2 separate regions of the Mus musculus genome follow, and region 2 is linked to region 1. The links are chromatin contacts, called in public promoter capture Hi-C maps. All regions are on one chromosome and are shown on one strand. The core of a region is the stretch at or near the end of the contact, and the rest is flanking DNA. Distances in the headings are between cores, read along the strand shown. Region 1 holds the start of Adgrl1 (adhesion G protein-coupled receptor L1). Region 2 holds the start of Rln3 (relaxin 3).

The links. Capture Hi-C pulls out chosen DNA fragments and counts their contacts.
Region 2: a promoter capture Hi-C map of adipose tissue shows a contact between it and region 1. The contact joins the promoter of Rln3 here to the promoter of Adgrl1 in region 1. A contact is called at or near these places in 1 of 39 promoter capture datasets (embryonic stem cells), 1 of 15 datasets of contacts at CTCF or cohesin (embryonic stem cells), 1 of 115 datasets of contacts at active chromatin or transcription factors (embryonic stem cells) and 2 of 9 other capture datasets (adipose tissue and liver).

What each region holds. Positions count from the first base shown.
Region 1 is chr8:83,896,809-83,903,676 of GRCm38.p6, forward strand. It overlaps Adgrl1 (adhesion G protein-coupled receptor L1), which reads left to right and starts at 3,290. Exons shown (of 23, transcript NM_181039.2): 1 at 3,290-4,116. Gm26721 (predicted gene, 26721) reads right to left here and starts at 2,919. Exons shown (of 4, transcript NR_166528.1): 1 at 2,373-2,919.
Region 2 is chr8:84,040,854-84,047,742 of GRCm38.p6, forward strand. It overlaps Rln3 (relaxin 3), which reads right to left and starts at 4,126. Exons shown (of 2, transcript NM_173184.1): 1 at 3,917-4,126; 2 at 2,214-2,478. The coding sequence starts at 4,103. The coding sequence ends at 2,240. Il27ra (interleukin 27 receptor, alpha) reads right to left here and starts at 1,722. Exons shown (of 14, transcript NM_016671.3): 1 at 1,597-1,722; 2 at 1,234-1,351; 3 at 79-236. The coding sequence starts at 1,681.

The DNA.
Region 1 (6,868 bases), core at 2,040-4,539:
AGGCATCTCCTGGAAGGAGTTGGGCTGAGACAAATTTGGAACCCTAGAAACAAGGGTTTACTGAGCCAGAGACCGTAGGCCCCACACACTGAGAGCCCAGAAGGGTACCATTATGTCTTGGAATGAGGTGTCCAACATGCTAGATGCTCAGGCTATGGGATCACAATGATGCAGAACATTGGGTATCTTCATGCCCAGACACTCTGCACATCGGTGTCCTCAAGTACACGGTGCTCAAAAGATGGGGTGTCGTGCCTATAGACTTAGGGTAACCCAAGACGCAGGACAGCCTGTGCATAAGGATCTAATGGGACCAGGTGTACAGAATGTAATGCCAAGGAACGACGTGGTCACTCTGCATAAGGTCCCAACGTGAAAGGCAGGATGCTAGAGTGAACTGCACCCTATCCAGGCCTCGGGTACCTCTAAGGAGTAGAGGGTTAGAGGTACCCGCAGCGGGCGAGTCTGCGCGCGCGCGTGCACGCTTTGGTTCCCGGAGCCCGGCTGCCGGCGCAGCCTCCACTGCGACTGCGCAGGCAGAGTCCGGGGTGTGCGGGTGACTCTTCGTGTTCACAACCTCCCTGCATCCTTTGCCTTCTGAGCCCTCTGCCCAAGAACCCAAGAGCCACGGTTAGGATGGAGGCTGGCAAGCCAATTCGGCCGCCACCAGGGGCGCACCACCGGCCACCAGAATTGGGGGAGAGAAGGGTTTTGGAAAGCGGGAGGGGGAGGGGACATCCTGCTAGGATTTTTCCAAACTGAGCCTTGGTCCTTAAAAAATATATATATCACGACTTTTCTTCATAATGGAGCGTGCTAGTTCAAACTATCTCCTGGATTGCTTTTGCAGAAGAGATGGGTGGGCTGCTGGAGAAAGGAAGCTAGTAGCTAAAGGACTCCTCCCTCTCCATTTGGGCTGGAGATAGAATCCAGGCCCTTACACATGCTGGGCAACCACAGCTAGGCCACTGAACACCTCAGCCTCAGTAAAACACACACACACACACACACACACACACACACACACACACACACACCACTTGCTAGGGGAGTAGAGCTTTCTAGAGATCCGTTGATATGTCAAAGTAGGAAACGCACAGAGAGACGGGACCCTCCTCTCTATCAGTCAGTCACAAAAAGGATAGGATCTTTCCTGCACTCGAGGTGTAGTGTATCTTTGGTTCCCTGGATTCAGTCCCCTGGTCACTTAGGTTCATAGCTGACACTCTTCAAACATGGAGTCTTCCCTGGGTGGGGGTAGCACCTCACATAAGTACTCCTCCCTGAAGTTTGGTTTTGAAGAACCAAGGACCCTTAATCCTGGAAGAGAAGTGTGTCTTTTAAAGAAGTAGGAATGAAATTTTTGGTAGTGGCCCCTTTTCCCTGTCCACGCAACGGTGCCTCCCCGCCCAATCTCCCACCAGGAGGAGCTACATAGAAGGGTTTTTTGGGAACAGGTTAATGGCCTATACATTAAGGCTTTTGTGGATAATCTTTGTTCCTATTCAAGACCCACCCAAGTTCTTCCACTCTCAAACCTTTTCCTGACTTTAACCCACTCAGCAGGCAGAACAGCACCTTCCATGCACACTGAGATGGACTTTTAACCCACCCCATCCCCCACCCCACCCCACACCTCCTGCTCTAACCTCAGCACATCACATTCTCTGAAAAATCCACATCAGGGTTTATCTGCACTCCTAAGGCAGTGCTAACATTCAGCTGGACGTTGAACTTGAATAAGCTGCCGGATTCGGTATTTAGGCTGCTTTTGGGTGGATTCCCTTCCCCAAGGATCCAAGCCCAGTTTTTGCTTCTCCTCAGCCATCAATCTTAAGAGTTGCACCCATCCTTCGTAAAACGGATTCTCAGCGCGGCAGCTTCCAAGCTCTGTTCTTACCTCTCTGGATTCCGCTCCCCTGAACCCACACCCCAACCCCCGCACTGAGTTGTCTATATTGCTTAAGTGCCTGGTTTTGGCCCCGGGTTCAGCTTTATAGCCTCCCCCCACCAAAAAAAAAAAAAAAAACCAAAAAAACAAATAAACTATAAGTCTAGGCAGTGGTAGCTTTGGCTCCAGATATTTGGGCCAGGTCGACCCCCTTTCCCATCTAGAGAAGCAATCCTAGGCTTCATCTGTAGCTGGGGGGCTGAACCCAGCCTCTGGCTTCACTCACTAAGTCCAAAGCCTAGGAATCTAAGTCCGATCCGCTGCCCTACTTCTCCGAGTCCATCACCTGCAGTGTAGTTCTTACGTTGTGGAAATCTGCACCGGGCTTTTGCTCTCGCCATCAACCTAAAATTCAATTTTTTTTTTCTTCCCTACCCACCCCCTCCAAAACCAGACGCTTGAGGCGTTTATAGATACTAACCTCTCCTCCGCTCCTGCAGCCTGGTCAGCTCCAGGACCCTGTCCGGTTGCCAAGGCTCTCTCTTCTGTTTGGGGGAGGGGGGCTGTTCTCATCCCATCCTACCTACGCTCCAGTCCTGGCTTTGCGTCCCTCCCTCGTTTTTTTTTTTAATTAATTTATTTATTTATTTTTTTATTGTAGGTCTGGTCTCCCAGGGTAGCGGGATCCACACCACATCCCCTTCCTGTCGCATCACCCAGGATCCAGATACTGCTTTTACCTGCCGGCTCTGTTGCAGCCAGCGCGCGGGATCCTTCCATACCTCAGTCCAGCCCTCATTTTGTCCCTCCCCACCCCACGTCGCTGTTAGGAAGATGGGGGACAGCCTACGCTCTTGTCAGTCACTAAGCAGCACTCCCTCCGGCCCTCCTGCAATCCCGGGTGGGAGACGCTCTGGTCCAGGTCTTTTTTGTTGCCACCGCACAGGCCTGACGCATTACTCCATCTCCCTTGGAAGAATCCGGACCGAAATTTGCGTGCCTCGAGTGCATCTGGCCCTGTCGCAGCTACCTCCCCTCCCACTCCTACCCCCCCACACCGCGCCCCTCCCGTCCCTACCCTCTCTGCCAAATCCGGACCAGGTTTTGCGCAGTCCTTGCACAGCTCTCCATTTACCCCTCACCGGCTAGGCGCCTTTCTGCACAGCACGGCTGCAGAGTCCGTTCCGTTTTTTCTTGCCGCCCGTCGCACCCCACCCCCCCCCAGCCCAACTAGGGGGATCTAGCGCGTCGCCTCCCTCTGCCCACTTTTCCTTGGGGGAGGCGAGTGGAACTCCAGGCCAGGTTTCCGGGCCCTTCCTCGGGGCGCACGGGAGGGCTGCGGAGACTAGTCCCCGGCGGGTAGTCCAGGCCAGGTTTTGCGCTTGTCCGCCGCCCCCCTCCCGGAGCCGGCGGGCCCGGCAGCGCCGAGAGCAGGCGGCTTGTCATTGCTGGTGCCCCGCGCCCGCTCGCTCCGCGAGTCCTGCGGTGCCCACGGGCCCAGCCCCGCGCCCCCTGCTCCGGCCACCCCGGGGGCGCAACGCCGCCGCGCCTGCTTCCAGCTGTGTAGCTCCGGCCCCCTGCGGGCAGCGCGAGCGGTCGGCGCGGGAGCAGTCGGCGCTGCGACGCCCCCGCCCCGCCGTCTGCCGGAGACGCCCCGGCGGATGGGGCCGCGCGGGCCCAGGAGCGGCGCCGCCGGGCGGCGGGGGCCTGCGCGGCCGCCCGGGCAGCCGCGTTAACCCTTCGCCCGCTGCCGTCCGGGGGCGCTGGGAAGTCGCCTGGGCACACACGTGCCGCCTCCGTCGGGGCCGCGGAGCTGCGGGGGAGATGCGGGCAGCCGGCGCCGCCTCGGGGGGCTCCGCCTCGCCCCAGCCCCCCGAGCTCTGACGCCGCCCCCGCCCCTCCGCCTCCACGCCTCGCTCCCCGGGAGGGGCGCAGACCCGCGCGCCCGGGGCCGGGGCCGCCTCCGGAGCGCCGCGATCCGCCTTTTCTTTCCTTTTTTTTTTTTTTTTTATACTCCCCCCCCCCACCCCTTCCCTTTTAAATTTTGGTCGGTGGCGGCGGTGCTGGGCCGGAGGAAAGAAGGGACACGGAGTCCTCCCTCGCTCAGCCACCCCCTCCCCGCTTCCCCCTGGGCCGGGCTCCGGGAGATGTGCCGGGCGGGGGGCCCGGCTTCGCGGAGCCGCCGGAGGAGCGCGCACGGCCGACCCCGAAGCGCCGCTGGACAGGTGAGTGTGCGGGAGCCTCAGGCCACGCCGCACCTGGGCCAGGTGTGCGCGGCGGGAGGGGCGGGGAGCACCCTACCCCCGCCCGCCGGGGGCTTGGTGAGGGTGCGGATGGGCGGCCGCAGGGTGCCCTGCAGGGGGAGGGGACCGCTAGTGTGCCCGCGCGTGGCTGCGTGTGCCCGCGCGCGCGCCGGCCTTTGTGGGGAAGCGGCGCGGCGGTGCCTGCGTGTCCCCGGTGCGTGTGCGCGCGGGTGCTTGGCGCCCTGTTTGTGTAGGTGTCTGGGTGTGAGTGGAGAGGGTGCGTGTGCGCGCAGCGCGCGGGCCCGGGCTCCCCAGAGAAGCCATGTCGGGGGGCTGGCACCGCAGGATGCTGGGCCAGCCCCCCCCCCCCCCCGACATGGCTTGTTTTTCTCTGGGAGGCAGTGGCGCTAATGGTGGTTGGGGGTGGTATGGGGAGAGGTATGTCTGGGTGTCGAGTGAGTTTCAGCCCGGAGGGGTGCTTTGGGCAACCCTGGTGCAGTTGTGAGACATCTTCTGTTAGTGGTACCCTGTTAAGCACGGATGGAGGCTGTCAGGTTGGATCTACCGGAACGAGCTTTCTCTCCTCTTCCAGGTGTTCCTGAAATAGAGCTGTGTGGCTCAGTTGTCATCGTCCCGTTTGAGGGTCCTGGGATGAAAGTCCAGTTCGTGTGTGTGTGTGTGTGTGTGTGTGTGTGTGTGTGTGTGTGTGTGTGTGTGTGTGTGGTGGGAGGGTAGTGTGTACTTATGCAGTGGCCAGAAAATGTCCTCAAATGGCATCACTTCAGTGCACCCCAGGCACCTATGTGAAGATGGCACCCCGCCGGCAAACAGCCCCTAAGCTCACCCATCCCAATCTGTACACTTCTCGGCTAGGTTAGCTTCCAGCCCTATCCTCGCCCAGCATCTTATTACTGTACCTTCCTCATCTCCCCACCCCGCCTTCTCCTCAGCTTTGGCATCTTTGTGGATGTCCCTCCTGTCCCAATGTGAACCAGAGAGCCCCCTTCTTTCCCAGCCTCTCTGGGACCCAGAGCCGGATCTGTCTTCCCATATCCAAACATGTGGTGCGTTTGGGGGAGTTGGGGGAGGGGTTCAAGATGGCCGCCAAGATGGCTGGCAGCCTCTTTATCTCTGTCTGTCTCCCCCTCTCTCTGCTTACCCTCATGCCTCCAGTGGAGTAGGGAGGGTCAACGTGGGGAGAGAGTTGGACAGTGTAGGGACAGGTGTGGAGGACACCTGAGGGTGGATGTCTGTTCTGGGCCTGTTGACCTCCAGTGCTGCTGAGAGAGAGGCCATTGGTACCTGCTTCTCTTTCCTGCACCCCAAGGGCAGGCGTGAGTCTTTAATCCGACCCCAGACCCAACTCTATCTGGCCCACAGCCTGATGGCTACCCCTGCTCTCCCCCCTCCCTAGACCCTGGCAATACCCCATCAATCATGGAATGTCAGAGTGTTCCTTTGAGGGTCCCCACAAGCATCTCTGGCATCCTCTTCTTCATCTGCCCAGTTAGGAACTGGGGACCTTGGTGTGTGTGTTGGGGGACGCCTGCTAAGACAGGTCCTAGCTTTGGGGACAGGTGACTTCCTTCCTCCCCACACCCTGCCCACTAATGCCAAATTTATTACTTAAAAGTAGGATGAAAACAGGGAGAATAAGAGACGGAATACAACCTTCATTATCATATCGAGAAAATTATCTGTGATTTTCCTAACTAGCAATTTGCCTGCCATGCCGTTCAGATATGACTTGCCCATTAATTACAGAGATGAAAAATCATCTGGAAGGCGGAAAAGAACTAATTCCGTGGCTGGCGGCATGGCACCTTTGCACTGAGCCACAGCCGTGCATGTGGATATGTGGGTACCAGCCCTCCCGCTGGCTTCCCAGCATCTCCCCCCCCCCCCCCCCCGCTGGCTTGGGCCGCCCTGTTGCTTTTTTCCGTCTGATGTGCTTGCTTACTCCCAGTCATGGGGACGGGTGTACCCCACTATCTCCTGTGCTGTTGGACATCCTTGGACGTGGAGACAGTCCCCGGAGTTGTGGGAGTGTAAGGAGCTGGGGACTAGTGCACCTGGGCCACCGAGCCAGGGGGGAGGAGGTGGAAGGCCAGAGATGCGGAGCCAGGCTTCTATTCCCAGCCTGCCCTGGGGAACCCCCTTCTCCTAGGGGGCGCTCTGGAAGCCCCACGAGGGGGGAGGAGCCTGTGAGCGCCTGGCCCTGCTAGAGGAGTCTGTTTGCATCAAGCCCTCTCTGATCTCCATCTGCACATGGGACTCTGCTGCCTGCTGTCTTTCTTGTCTGTGTTGACTATTCCACCAGGCTGACAAGAGACCCTCTGGTGCTTCGGCCTCAACATGGGCATCTAGCAGAGGGGAAGGAAGAGGGTCAGGTGGGCCCCAAAACCTCTAAAGCATACACCCCTGAAAGAAGAGTAGTGGGAACGGGAGCCACCTCCCACTCCCACCACAGACAGGAGCTTCTGGTCTGTGTCCCCGCCCTCTGCTGGTTCCTCAGCCAGACCTGGCCAAGGACACTGAAAGCTCTAGTTTCTGTGTGGGCTTCTCCCAGGGATCAGATTTCTAGTCGCCAGACACTTCCCCTCCTCCAGCCCCTCTGTGAGGACACTGGAGGAGGAGCTGCTCGAGGTAGGGGTTCCCCTGTGAGCTGGAGATGCCCAGCAAGACTTGCGAGCCTCTCTGCCTGTGATAGAACCAGATGTCTGCTACTAAGGAC
Region 2 (6,889 bases), core at 2,876-5,375, 140 kb after region 1:
CACTGAGCTCAGGCCTTCAGCCACCCTCCCACGCTCCCTGCACTATGCCCCCCCCCACCCCCGCCCACGCTTCATTACTTTGGGTCTCCAGGTTCACAGAGACAGAGGACCACAGAGGCCGTCCCTTTTGTGTCCCCCAGATGAGGAGTTTGTCAGCCATGGTGAACTGTTCCCGGGGAATGGTCACCCAACTCTGTTTGGAAGGCACCTTCACCTCCCAGACTCTATTGGGATGGCTGTGAGGAGAGATTGGGAAGAGATGCTCGTTGGCACAGCCTAAGCCCCAGGCTAAGCTTCCAGCCCTGCACCAACTTCATGCCTCACCCTGCTCTGCTTGGGGTCTGAATCCCTTGCTCTTAAGTCAACACCGTGACCTGAGGAGAGTGACTTAACCTCTCTGTTCTTCTTTAAAATGTATGCAGTACACCTACTTTCTGAAAGAACTCAACAGTGGGCCGGGTGACTGACAGTTTACACCCGACAGTTCACAGCTGTCATCCCAGCACACAGGAGACGAAAGCAGGATTGTTAGAGGCCAGCTTCACAGGGTAAGACCCTGTCTCAGAAAACATGCTGTTCCCCGGGGCTCCTCCCAAGGTGCTTTTTCTTTGTCCTTTACTTAGCGCAATTGAAATGAAGTTTCCAGATACACTCTCCCCTGGACCCTGAACCCCAAACCATACCAGAACCAGCTATTGTTGTTGTGATTACAAGCGCTACACTGACTTTTTTTTTTTTTTGAGACAGTTTCTTACAGCCCACGCTGATCTCAAACTTGTTGTGAAGCTGAGGTCGCTCTTGAACTCCTGATTTTCTTGCCTCCATCTTCCAAGAGCTGTGTTTGCAGGTGTGTGTCACCATGCTGCTTAGAGTGAACTCAGAAATTCAAGTTACCTGCCCGATGTCGTACAACAACGATATTAACCTGCTTTCTAGTGCTCAGCAGTTTTTCTTTGCCATGTGCCTACCGTGCTGATGGGCAGAATCAATCATGGCAGGCCTGTGCCGTCATTACTGTGGGGGTGGGGGTGGGGGTTGAGAGAGGGAAAGTGGTCAGACCTGAGTTATGCCATAAGGGAATGAGTGGGCTAGCCTGAGGGTTGTGAGAGTGTGGACCGAATTCTCAGTAGCCGGACTGAGGGGCGGGCGGTGATCCTCTTAACAAAATTCGCTTGAAATCTGAGTGACCACTTTCCGTCCTCAGTTTCCCCTAGACCACTCCAGGGTACTCACTATTTCTGACTCTGGTGATACAGCACAGGTGGAGTCTCCAGGTCGCCCAAAGGTTCCCAGGAGCAGTTCAGGATTCCCAGGGGACCGACGCTGTAGCACTGCAGTGGACCTGGACTGCCTGCAGGGGCGCAGAGAGCCGAGAGGACCGTGGTCAAGTTCCCCGGGGCCTGAACTTGCTGGACTGTGGATGCGTCCATCCTCTGGTACAGTGGTAGTGCAGTACCGGAGCGCAGGGCCTGGCACGTGCTGGGATGGCGCAGAGGGAGTCCCGGGCCCCTTTCCGACCTGCTACATCCTGTTGTCGCCCAGTTCCCGATGCCCTACAACTGTGACCCCGAGCCAGCCACTCACGAAGCTGCTCACCGTGGGGCCGCGTCCCGAGCAGCAGCGACATCAGCGACAGCAGAAGCTCCAACGGCGTGAGGCGTGCAACCCGGAGCCGGTTCATGGCTCCCAGGGACAAGTGACACCACCAGGCTTGGGGCTTACAGCCTGCGGGAAGGAAGCCACCCCGCCCCTGGCGGGAAGTCCCCAAATCCGCCCACCCCCAGCAATGATACGCACGCGTGCAAATGCTCAGAACTGAACCTTTATTTTATGTGGTGAGGAAGTCTGAGTACTGAGGACCAGGGGCTCTGTTTTGGGGTGGGGGGGAGGTTAGCCAGGGACAGTGGCGACAATTAGGGCCGGACTGAGGGTGGAGGTGGGGCAGACTCTAGTGTAGCCAGTTTAAGAAGATGGGCATCTGGTTGCTGCTGGGCTGCTGGGGGTGAGGTTGTGGCACGGAAGAACTCAGCCATGAAAAACAAGTTTCTGTTTGGCTGGATAGAGGAGGGGCCGGCAGCAAGGTGGGGAAAGGTTGGCAAGTAGTGTATGCATCTTGGCAGAGGGTCTGTAAGGAGACAGTGGACCCCTTGGTGCCTCGCCTGTAGGAATGCTCTTGAACATCGCACAGCTGACAGCAGCTTGCAGGCACGGCCCGCTTCTCCATTGCTCAACCCTGATCCTAGCACAAGCTGCTAATTTGGCTCTTGCTACAGCCCCACTCGCAGCAACTGCTGGAAAGGCCAGCCAACACATCTCTGCTGCCCCGAACCACTCCAGGTGACCCTTGCCAGCTGGCTCGACCACCGTAGAAAGCCTGGGGGGATTTGGTTAGGGCCAGCCACTCGCTGGAGCCCACCGCTTCATCCAGCTCGCTGGCCAGGTGGTCTGTATTGGCTTCTCCATCAGCGAAGAAGTCCCCTGCAAAAGCAAAGAGGAAGAATCAGGGCTTAGCCCACTTACATCTCCAGTCTGGAGGATCAAGGTTGCGGTTCTGAGTTTGATTTCATCCCCTCGAGGGTTCAAATGCTGGCTCTGTTGTCAGTTTCAGTGCTAAGCTGGACTTTCCTGTCACTGAGTTCATGCGATTCTTTATTTAATGTGGACGGCGTAGATGAAAATATGCATTTGGGAGCTAGGCTCCCTAAATCAGAATAGTAAATGACATTACTTCCGTCTCCCTCCTAGGCTCAGTTTTCTTTTCCACAAAGCAGGGGAGGGGGAGGGGAGATAATAATAACTTCTACTTTTTTTTTTTTTGGCTTTGTCAGGAGTATCAGACTGGATGCCCGCAAAAGCACAATACTATGGGATACATGAGGAGCACTCAAGTGAACACTGATCATTTATTGACCGTCTTGTTTGCTTTACCGAATTCACTTCTTCCAGCCTCTCAGTGACAGCTACTGAGTTTGCTGCTGTTGCCACCTACTTACTATTCACTAATTGGGACCCTGGCTCCTCATCAGGCTTGTGTGAGGACACAGCCATTTAGCCATAGAGCTACTGTTTTGAGGCAGGCACACTCCTAACCTGCGCATGCATCCATCTGTCTGTCCATCATTCACCACCCACACATCTCTCTTTCATCATCATCTTCTTCCTCCTCCTCCACTCCGTTTTTTGGTTTTGCGATTTTTTTTTTTTTGAGACAGGGTCTTAGGCTGTCCTTGAGTTCATGACCATCCTGCCTCAGCTTCCCAGAGTGTTGGGATTCTAATCACAGTCTCCCAAGCCCACTGTGTCGCCTCTTTTGTCTCGCCTCTAAGGAGCTGCACTCTCCTGATTGGCCTCCTGCTGCTCCAGCCACACTAAACAGTCTGCCCCGTTAAAGAATTCTGCAAGGTCTCACCCACTGGGTCTACCATTTCACCAGGAATGGTCTCTGCAGGAGGTAGCAAGGGCTAGAGAGGCCAGAAGGTGGCGAAATCAAGCCCTGTGCCTAGCATCCCGCTCCCTCTCGGCAGACTGGGATAAAAAAACCTGATGTGCCCTCACCCAAAGGGAGGCACCTTAGGGGCAGCGGCACCTCTGTGTGGTGTCATGCTACACACAGCCAGGAAAAGGTAGCCTAATGGCTTTCTGATTTCCACACCCCTGCCTTTAACCCCAAGATGCCTGGCTTCCAGCTACCTCAATTGTACCATCCTGGTCCCGAGGAAGCTTAAAGGCAGGCAGAGGTGTTTCACTGCACATGGCTAGGCAGGGATTCTACCCTGTAGCCCAGGCTGCCTTTAAATGTGAGTTTTTTCTGTTACCACCTCCCAAGAGTTTGGAACTAACCATGCCTGGCCCATGCAGCCTGTTTGGCTTTGCGCTTACCAGGACACCTGTTCCAGGTTGATTGCCTAGCACTCACCCAGAGATTCGTGGGCCAAGATGTCCGCCCGGCGCCATCGTGAGCCTCCGCAAGTGAAGATGACCGCGCGGATGAACTCCCGACCGCAGAGCTTCACCCCGTAGGGCGCCGGCCTCGCCTCGGCCTGCAGCCCCAGAGCCCCGAGGAGAGCCCAGGAAGCCAGCAGCAGCAGCCCGAGCATTGCCATGATCAGCTGAGATGCCTGCGACCCAGGTGCTCTATCTGCACCACCTCCGATCCCCTATTTATACAGGCTGGCTCCCAGCGCCGCCCGCTGACCTGGGTTATCTTCTGAGCAGAGGGGAGGCAGTTGGCAACCTGACCTTTACCATCTCCTTGCTAAGAGATAACCTTTCACGCAGACAGGGTGACATGGCTCAGCTCTCTGTCATCTTCCACACCGAGCAAGTTTCCTGCTTCAGTCTACTACTAAGTTTTGGGATTATAGGAGAAAGCCACCACCTCTCCTTTCTTCTTAGACAGAATCTCCTAACCTGGCTATCCTCAAACTCTCCTCTGATCTGGAGAGATGGCACAGTAGATAAGGATTTCTGCTCTTCCAGATGGCCTGAGTTTGGTGCCCACTACCCAAAGCAGGCAACTCACAATTGCCTGTAACTCCAGCTCCAGGGGATTCTATGCCCCCATCAGGAGCCCGCATGCACATGCATATACATATGTGCACATATACAGACATAAATAACAATTTTAAAAAATTTTTTTAAATAAATAAATAAATGTATTTGTTTATTTTACATCCTAATCACAGTTCCCCCTCCCAGTGTTGAGGTTTCAGGTGTGAAACATCACATTTTGCTTTTAAAAATCTTATTCTTGCTAGGCATGATGGCATACACCCAGCACTCAGGAGCAGAGACAGGTGGATCTCTGAGTTTGCGGCCAGTCTAGTTTACATAGTGAGTTCCAGGCCAGCCAGGGTTACACTTACTTTCTTCCTTCCTTCCTTCCTTCCTTCCTTCCTTCCTTCCTTCCTTCCTTCCTTCCTTCCTTCCTTTCTTTCTTTCTTTCTTTCTTTCTTTCTTTCTTTCTTTCTCTCTCTCTCTCTCTCTCTCCCTTCCTTCCTTTCTTTCTTTCTTTCTTTCTTTCTTCCTTCCTTTCTTTTATTTATTTTTTTGTTGTTGTATTTTTGAGACAGGGTTTTTTTGTTGTTGTTTTGTTTTGTTTTGTTTTGTTGTTTTTTCGAGACAGGGTTTCTCTGTATAGCCCTGGCTGTCCTGGAATTCACTTTGTAGACCAGGCTGGTCTTGAACTCAGAAGTCCTCCTGCCTCTGCCTCCCAAGTGCTGGGCTTATAGGTGTGTGCCACCACCGCCCTGCAGAGACCCTGTCTTTAAAAGTCCAATTTTAGCCGGGCGGTGATGGCACACGCCTTTAATCCCAGCACTTGGGAGGCAGAGACAGGCGGATTTCTGAGTTCGAGGCCAGCCTGGTCTACAGAGTGAGTTCCAGGACAGTCAGGGCTACACAGAGAAACCCTGTCTTGAAAAAAAAAAAGTCCAATTTTGTTTATTGTTTTAGAATTATGTAAGTATATTTATTTATGTGTCTTTGTGTGTGCATGTGTATGTGTGTCTCTGTGTGAGTGTGTCTGTGTGCACCACATTTATGTGGGTTTTTGTAGAGGCCAAAAGTGGGCATCAAACTCTTGGAATTCGAATTACAGGCTGTGCTGCTGACATGGCTGCTGGGAACAGAACTTGGGTCCCCACACAAGAAGAAAATGCTCTTATCACTGTGCTGCCTCTCAGCCCCTCTGCAGTTCTGGGGTGGCCTGGAATGACCTTAGGGCTGGAGAGACAGAGATGGCTCAGAGTTTATGTGTACTGGATGCTCTTCCAGAAGACCTAGGTTTAGTTCCCAGCACCCACATGGCAGCTCACAACCATCAGTAGTAATTCTACGTCCAGGGAATCTGACGCCCTCTTCTGGCCTCTGCAGGTACCAGACATGCAAATGTTATACAGACAAGCATGCAGGCAAAACACCTATGCACATATCAAAATTATTTTAAAGTAAAAGCCCTGAACCTGTGGTGAATTCTCCCACCCCTACCACTTATTTTTCTTAGCTTTCTTTCTATGGCAGCAAGAGGGCAGAGATGGGAGAAGAGACGGGGAGAGAGAGAGAGAGAGAGAGAAAGAGAAAGAGAAAGAGAGAGAGAGAGAGAGAGAGAGAGAGAAGGGAGGGGGGTGTATTTTATATACACTGATTATTAGGCTCAAGGCCCTGCACCTGCTATGAAAGGGCTTACACAGCTGCATCCCAAGAACTTAAATTTCTTTTAAAAATTGAGACTTATAATTTCATTTTATCTACTATCAATCAATCAATCTATCTATCTATCTATCTATCCATCTGTCCATCCATCCATCTAATGAGGATGTGTGCCATGGTGTGCATGTAAAGGTTGGAGGACAACTTGTAGAGATCAGCTCTCTTTTGGTTTTTTGTTTTGTTTTGGTTTTTGTTCTTTTTTGGTTTTTGTTTTTTTGTTTTTTGGTTTTTTTTGTTTTGTGTGTGTGTGTGTGTGTGTGTGTGTGTGTGTGTGTGTGTGTGTGTGTGTGTGTGTGTGTGTGAGATAGGGTTTCTCTGTGTAGCCCTGGCTGTCCTGGAACTCACTTTGTAGACCAGGCTGGCCTCAAACTCAGAAATCTGCCTGCCTCTGCCTCCTGAGTGCTGGGATTAAAGGCGTGTGCCACCACGCCCGGCTTGAGATCAGCTTTCTTATTCCACCACATGAATCCTGGGACTTGAACCCAGGCTTGGTGGCAGGCACCTTTATCTACCCTGACATCTTGCCAGCCCTCCCTGCCACCGCTGTCTTACTCAAGACAGTGTCTCACTGAGTTGCCCGTTTGACCTTGAGCTTATTCTGTAGCCTAAGTTGGCCTTAATTTTGCTCTCCTCCTGCTTCAGCCTCCCTGGTAGTTGAAACTACGGTGCTTCCTCCAGC